Regions from separate parts of the Ovis aries genome. Here region 2 is linked to region 1. The links are chromatin contacts, called in public Hi-C maps. All regions are on one chromosome and are shown on one strand. Each heading gives the region's core, a stretch centred on a gene start, on an enhancer-like site or on the middle of the called end of the contact. The rest is flanking DNA. Distances are from core to core; before and after follow the strand shown.

Evidence for each region. Hi-C and Micro-C count contacts between places; a contact is called where the count stands out from the background.
Region 2: a Hi-C map of skin fibroblasts shows a contact between it and region 1, with 6 times the contacts expected there. The contact joins the promoter of KLF6 here to the enhancer-like site in region 1. A contact is called at or near these places in 2 of 16 Hi-C or Micro-C datasets (skin fibroblasts and tail adipose tissue).

Annotation. Positions count from the first base shown.
Region 1 is chr13:43,788,081-43,792,101 of ARS-UI_Ramb_v3.0, forward strand. No RefSeq gene overlaps it. Among named protein-coding and RNA genes, the nearest start is that of AKR1E2, 300 kb to the left of the region's middle. Within about 2 kb of position 1,716, at least 8 of the 54 cell types and tissues checked have an H3K27ac peak or open chromatin away from gene starts, as enhancers often do.
Region 2 is chr13:44,180,592-44,184,574 of ARS-UI_Ramb_v3.0, forward strand. KLF6 (KLF transcription factor 6) reads left to right here and starts at 1,782. Exons shown (of 4, transcript XM_012188639.4): 1 at 1,782-2,092. The coding sequence starts at 1,889.

The DNA.
Region 1 (4,021 bases), core at 466-2,965:
TGTTTGGCAGTATCGTATAAACCTAAACATCCAATTAACATAAAACCCAGTAAACATACTCAGGCATTCATCCCAGAGAAATGAAAACTTACTTTCACAGATAAAACAGTGTACAAAAGTGAAGAGCAATTTTCTTTGTAACAGCCAAGTAACTGGAAATGACTCAGATGTATTTAATCAAATGGATGGTTAAATAGTCTAGGACACACATTCCATGGAATGTTTACTCAGCACTGCACAGTAATGAGCTATTGATATGTGGAACAACTTGATGAATCCCCAGGGGATTACACGAGTCAGTGGAGCGAGTCAATCCCACAATGTTATATACTATATTATTCCATTTGCAAGATATTTTTGAAATGAAATTTTGGAAATGAACAAACAGATTAGTGGTTGCCAACAGTTGAGGATGGGAGTTGGTCGGTGGGTATAGTTACCAAAAGGCGATTTCATGGATCCTAGTGTTCATTTCCTGACTATGGTGGACACACAAAGCTATACATGGGATAGAGTTGCCACAAACATGCACACATATACACAAGTACAGATTAAGCGTAGATAATCTGAGTAAGATGGATGGGTTGTGTTAATGTCAAGATTCTGTCTGTAATATTGTATGAAATGTAGTTTTACAAAATGTTAACAATGAGGAAAACTCTTACAACTTGCTTATCCAAGTAAAATATCTCAATGTGAAAGCACAACGAACCAATCAGCTGATTTGTTGCTTTTCAAGAGGCGCATCCAGATGGGGGTCCATTGTTCTGAAATCATGGAGTCTGCAGTGCCTGGAGATAGGTGTATACCCATCATCAACCCACAGACACAGAACTGAACCAAGTCTTAGGACTTGGCTCAAGAGCGGTTCAGCCACCCCTCCCACCTCCCTTGGCCTGTTCTACACATTGTTCTAATTAAAGAGCCGTTTCCTCTGCCCAGCTGTTTTCAATCTGGACAAACCACAGTGACGTCCAGCAAGACAACATGGTCCTTCTCATCTTCAGGGAGACCTTGCCCCGAAGCCATATGAGTTAAGTCTTTGGGGCAGTTTTTATGAATGCATTGAAAAGGGCAAAACGCCTCCAGCAAACAGATAACATATTGTCCTAGAAAAAGGTTTTTTTTCTCTAGACTAAATAGTAAGCCACTCTTTATACATGTTCTTTCCCATAAATTAAAGCTTACGAGTGACAAGTACTAAGTGAACAAAAACACGCTGACCTGAACTCTGAATGGGATGAATCAGTTTTATAAAATATATAAATTGCAAGTTTTATTCTTGCCTTAATTCATTTTGGCAGCTTCTCTTATAAAAATGTTTCTGGGTTGGTTCTGATGATAAAAGTAGGATAGTATGTGTTCATTCGAAAAGTTGAGAGAAGCAGAAAGAGTGTGGGAAGGAAACCAACTCCATCCCAGTCCTGCCTCACAGAATGAACTTCAGTGACTGTTTTGTCTTAATTCCTCTATTCTTGTGTGTGTGTGTGTGTGTGTGTGTGTGTGTGTGTGTGTAACTGGGTTACAGCTGCATGTGGCTCTTAAGGACCCTCTCAATGCGCTTTTACAGGCATGTTCATCCAGGATCCATAACCCTGATCCAAGACATTTCTCAGCTTCCAACCAGCCTCCTACCCTACTTCCTAGCAATAATCCCCACTCAAGGTAACCTCTATTCCTATCTCTAGACAAAAGAATGATTTTACCTCTTTTGGTATTTCATAGCAGTAGAGTGTGTGATTTTGTGGCTGACTGCAATGTTTCAACATGAGGTTAGTCAGGCTTGCTCTGTTGCAAATATTTGTTTGTTCTTTCCCACACTGTGGGCTATTCTGATGTGTTAATAGTCAAAGGTTCATTCACCCCTCTTGGGGGGGACAAGTCTGGAGGATGATCTCACCAGGCGGCTGTGTGAACAAGGCTGCTTTTGGTAGACATGAGCTCTCCCATCTATTGTCTACCTATCTGGAAGTAAAATGACTAAGCTGGGAGGATGTATATGTTCGTTTAGGTGATGCCACTAATTTTTGAGAGCTTCCATGCTTCCCATTCTTGCTGACACTATGTGTCCTTTTAATTTTAGTCAGCAGTGATAAATAATTGTAATTCAAAAGAAGAGCATAGTGAGTCTAGAATTTTGTATCTTATGCATGACATCATGGTCTTTCACACAGACTATGTCTTGTCCTCATGGAATTTTTTCATTGTTTTAATCTCAGAGAGCAGGGTTAGCTTTAAGAAAAAAAAGCAAACCCATCTTACAGAAAGGGCTTTCAAAGATGTCTAAAGGAATCACATATTATGGGATTTTAAAGTTACTTGTAGTATCACGGACAGTGTGAGCATGGGGTGGGATGTACAAGGCTTCCCAGGTGGTGCTAGTGGTAAAGAATCCCCCTGCCAGTAGACATTGGATCCCTGCATCATTAAGAGGACCCCTGGAGGAAGGCATGACAACCCACTCCAGTATTCTTGCCTGGAGAATCCCACAGACAGAGGAGTCTCATGGGCTACAGTCCATATGGTTGCACAGAGTTGGACACGATTGAAGCAACTTAGCATGGACGTGTATTCTGTATGGAATATGTTTTATCGAAAAGAATTACCATGATTTGTTGGGCCTTAACTTACAAAACATTTCTCAAAAAAGTGATACTTTAAAGGTATTTCACATTGGAATATGATGATTCATATGATAAGATATATAAGGTTGTACAAAGGTAATGGAAACTTTCTGTAGAAACATTCTTAACCATTTCTAATTGGTTTTTGCTTTGTTTTTTACTCAAAATTTTATGTGAACATCTATGATTGATGATAGAATTAGTATTCTACTACAAAATTAATAAAAAAGATTTTAAAAATCTTCATGTAAAACCTGCCAGAAGCTAAAATTTAATTACCGATATGCTATATTAAGAACTCTACTTACACCATCTTCATTATGTATGCAGCATTACATTGTTGCTGTTTTATTTCTCTTCTTCCTTTGTTCATTTTTTCTAGCTTAGAGATTTCTCTTTGTTTCCTTTTTGTGGCTGTGTTTTTTTACACATATACATTTTCTCCGCTGCTAAATAGCTCTTTTATGTATTAAAGAGACTGGGCTTCCCTGGTGACTCTGGTAAAGAACCCACCTGCCAGTGCAGGAGACACAGGAGATGGGGGTTCAATCCCTGGGTCAGGAAGATCCCCTGGAGGAGGAAATGGCAACCTGCTCCAGTGTTCTTGCCTGGGAAATCCCATGGATAGAGGAGCCTGGTGAACTATGGGGTCCATGGGGTTGCAAAACAGTTGGACACAACTTAGTGACTAAAAAACAACAATTAGAGAGAGTACAAGAAGGCATATAAAAATTGTCTCTTAATCTACAAGGATATGCATCTTGAAACCTTCTTTTTGGGGAAAAGTATAGCTATAAACACACATTTTTATTAACTTGCAAATTTTGAAGCTCTCTGATTCAATTATGTACTCTAAGCAGGGGGATAACTCTGAGCAATAAATACTGAGGTTTACTAGTTCCTGCTAGGTGATTACCTTTTAAGCCTGTGGTTGTCTGGGACCCATCTAGTTCAGAGTGTGTATTTCATTTCATACTCTGTAGTTACTGCAGAGTGAATTGGATCTCCTGCTCTGTTGCCAACACTGGGAGTTGTGAAATTAGTCACAGTCACTTGCTTTCCTTTGATATTCACTTGATTTAGAGGCAAGACCAAACCTACATTTTCCCTCATCTGGGGATACTGCAAAAAGCCCCACTGCATTTTATTCTAGAAGATTCTTGATGCCCTCTTATAGCTGGTAAGATTGCTCGTTGTCTATGTGCCTTATGAAGACACTTTTGAATTATTTCAACTCAGTCACTTCTCTTTTGGATGGCCCCTCCCTGCCCTGACTCTCATCATTCCCTCTCCAGTAAAGACAGACTACAGTAAAAAAAAAAAAAAAAAAAAAGGCAAACAGACTATAGCTTTTCAAGTTGAAAATGCACTCAGTCACTTTTCATCCTGGAGATTTT
Region 2 (3,983 bases), core at 532-3,031, 390 kb after region 1:
TACTTCATTAAAAAAAATTTATTTAAAAGATGTCTCATTAAACTCTGTTTTGAAATAAAAATGGAGGTAGTAGCTATAATTCAGTTTTCTATTTCAAATTTTAAAAGGCATATTCTTCTTGGTCTTGGCATTTTGCTAGAAAATGAACATTATGGTATATTTCAGGAGATAATTTATATAGCAAAAAAAAAAAAGACACACATTAAATGTCAGCTCAACATAACTTGAATTGTTTTCACATTCACTAGGGACAAGTCTAGTTGTTAATCTTCATGAGGGTCTCCAAATGGGTCTTGGAATGAGACTGCTCTGTGGTAGGCGACAAGTACAATGACAATGTCTATATCCCTGTAGACAACAAGTACAGGGACAGTGTCTAGAACCCCCATTTCCCACACTTCAGTGGCAACAGATTCACCTGGAGAGCTTGATTAAAACACAATGGCCAGGACTCTGTAGGTTTGGGATCAGACCCTGGGTTTCTAAAATATACACAGCTGGTGTGGATGGGGGACCCTACTAAGATTGGTTATAGGCTCCCTCTATTTATAACCCCACCTGCCCCAACAAGATGCCCTCTTTTTAAAAATAAAAATGTGTTCGGGAGAATCAAGAGTGCACATAACCCCCTCAAGAGCCAGGAGATCCAACTTGGGTCTTCCAGGCTACTCTGCTCCTGCAGGTTAGGCAGGCAGCGGGGGTGAGGATGTGGCACCGCCGTGGTCCCCCAGGTAAGTGCCCTGTCCTTGTGAGGGAGGCTGAAGGGGGAAACTCAGATTCATATACAACACAGCCCTGCGACTAGGGCCCTCCTGTCCCTCAGCACACCTGCAGGGCTGGTCAGCCCCCCACTCCGGGGTCACAGGTGCCACCTGGGGACAGAGGGGGATGGAACGGGGAGGGAGGGGGACACAGCGCGGGTGGTGGGTGCAGATGGAAACGGGGCAGGTACAGAGGGATAATGGAGCGAAAAGGAGGGGGGAAAGAGGGTGACAGACGGGGATGGAGACGGGAATCTACAGCTGGGCAGGAGGGGGCACCGAGAGGGTGGAAGGACGGAGGGGGATAGAGAACGGCCGGCCAGCCCGAGGTCGGAGCGAGGGACAGAGGAGACCCAGCCGCGCTCCCCTCAGCTCGGCGGAGGGTCAGGGGACCAGGGCCCGGGCGACAGACCCGACGAACGTGGACCAGGGCTGAGGGGACAAGGACGGGGACACGACGACGGGGAAACCAAGGCCGGGCCCGGGCGATGAGCCCGACGGACGGGGACCAGGGCTTCGGGGACGAGGGCTTCGGGGACGAGGGCTTCGGGGACGAGGACGGGAAGACCGGGGCCAGGACCGAGACCGGGACGAGAAGGGCAGGGACACCGGGTCCCCTCGGCCCGACCGGCCGCGGCGCACGCAGCCTCTCGGCCGCGCACCTCCCAGCTCCGACTCCTCCGGCGCGAGACAGCCCGCGCCTTATATACCCTGCTAAAAATAGCCTGCGAAACCGCCTCCCAATCAGAACCGGCCGAAGTTCGAATTCTGCCAATGGCGAAGGCGGTGATGGAGAGGCTCGGTCACGCCAGGCGGGGCCGCGGTGAGCCGCCGCCCGCGATTGGCCGGAGCTGACATCATCGCCGCGCAGCCCCCGGGCCGGGAGCGGCGTGATTGGGCGGCGCGCGGGGCGGGCGCGGGCGAGTCACGTGGGGAGGCGGCGGCGGGGGGAGCTGGGCGGGGAGGAGGGGAGGCTGGCAGCGGAGCTTTGAATAGGGAAGTTTTGCAGGGGTTACGTTTGCAGTCAGTCCGGTGTTTGCAAATATTGTGCGGGCTCGCGAGCGCGTCTCCGGGCTCCGGCCAGGACCCGAACCCGTGGCGCCTAATCGCTGCCCACTTGAGTTTGCATGAACTTCCCCGGCGCTGCAGGCACGGCCGCCGCGCTCCCGACTGCAGACTGCACGCCTCCCTGTTTTTACAGCAGCGGGGACGGTCTCTTCCAACCCGACATGGATGTGCTCCCAATGTGCAGCATCTTCCAGGAACTCCAGATTGTGCACGAGACTGGTTACTTCTCGGCGCTGCCCTCCCTGGAGGAATATTGGCAACAGGTAAATAAGGATTTTCGTGAGCCAGGTGTCCCGGTGCGCCGAGCATGGAGTGCGTGCATGCACCCGCAGGACGGTGTGAGCTTGGAGGTGCAGTTCTTTTTCTTCTTTTTTTAATGGTTTGGGTAAATTTTTAAAAAAAAATTAAAATAATTATTGTTAAAACGTACTTTTGCCTCCGGCGCAGAAGGCACTTTAAAGGGGCCTTTCAGAGCGTGGAGCGGAGTTGTCATCTGAGTGGGGCGCAGCGGCGCCGGGCGCTCCCCGTGTTCTTGCTGTTTTCTGGGGCTGCTGAACCGTCTCCCGAGCGTAGACCCAGCTCCGCGGCCTGATCTCGGCCCCAGCCCTTGGCAGAAGTTTGGTGCTTGTTCCAGCTCCAGGCTCTCCACAGCTGGACCTGGTCATATGAACCCGCATGTACTGCCAAGGCTATTTTTTCTTCTTCTTCTTCTTCTTTTTTTTTTTTTTTTTTAGGGATTTTGTTTTCGTTTTGCTTTTTTGGTGTTTGTACATACAGGTTTTTCTTTCTTTCTTTTTTTTACTTAAGAATTTCACCAGCGAAACACCCACAAGCTCCTTTTCTCTACCAGGCCATTTTTAGTTTCTTTACCTTGGGAATCCTTAAGATTTGCCTCCATCTGCCTTGTTTTTCTTACCTGCTTCTTTTGTTGACCAGAAAAAAAAAAGGGGGGGGGACCAATGTTTGCACAACCAGTGACTTATCAGTCATATGACAATGAGCCTGTCCGAATTGCTTCTAGTCTCAGTTTGGGAAGAGGAGTCTGTTTGCGGCATTTTTTAGTGGAATTGGAATTTGGGGCATTGGACATTTGAAAAACTCAATTTTTCCCCCTTCTCCTGCATTAGGATTGCCTGAAAGGAGAGAGATTCTGACACTTGTCCCATTGTCTTTAAAAGATAGGAGGGTTTTGGGGTTGTCTCTGCCCTACTAGGCTGTTTGCTTTTTGTCACAAAGTGAATTAGCAGATCGCATATATTCTGTGGGTTTCAAAGCTTAGAAGGCTTTTAAGGGGGATGAAATACAAAGTGGAACAACCTTCACATGCCTGCCTCATTGTTCACAGCCCTCCCTTCCCTCTCCCCTCCCAGCTTTTCCTACTAAAGAAGCTTCCTAGGATGTGATTGAAATCGATCTAAGTAGTTTCCTTGGGCATTTGGGATTTGGGCCACAAGCCAGGCTGAGCTCTGGGTTGCCTTCAGAGGCTTTTAAACTCTCCCCAAGAGCTTCATTCTGGTCCCCAGTGCTCCTAGGCATAATGGGGATTTTAAATTAGCCAGATTATTAAAGTTTAACAAGGTCTCAGTAAACATGCTTTCCTTTTTCTTTGGAACATCCATAAGATACCTTGCCAGTCTCTCCTCAGAACACTGGAGGGTGCTTTGTAACCTAGACGTCTAATTTTAGGGGTAACAAGAAAACAATGATTGTTTTTTCCCCCCTCTGCTTGCTCCTGCTTGCGGTGTGAAGAGTCTGGTAGGGGGAGGGGGGAAGGATATATTCTGATTGCAGACACCCTGCTAAATAAGCAAGGCTGAGCCCTTTGGGTGGGCTTGGCTAGCCCTGAAAATGATTTGCTTAAAAAAGAGAGTGGCGTTTGCTGTAGCAATGTAAATCTGTAGACTTGCAGTTGTATAGACAACCTTATATGGACATGTAGGCAGTTGATCCTAGTGAAGATAAGGCAGACATAATTTAATCCTAAAATGTTTCCTACCGTTTTTCTTTTCCAGTGGCTAGAAAGTTTGAGATGGTGGGGAGAGGGGATGCTGGTGTCTCGGCAGTTGTAGCTTCTGGAAAGGTTGGTTGTGGGGCTGGGGGGGGGCACTCTGTCCATGACACACTGCATGTATATTTGAACCGGGTCCTTTTTTT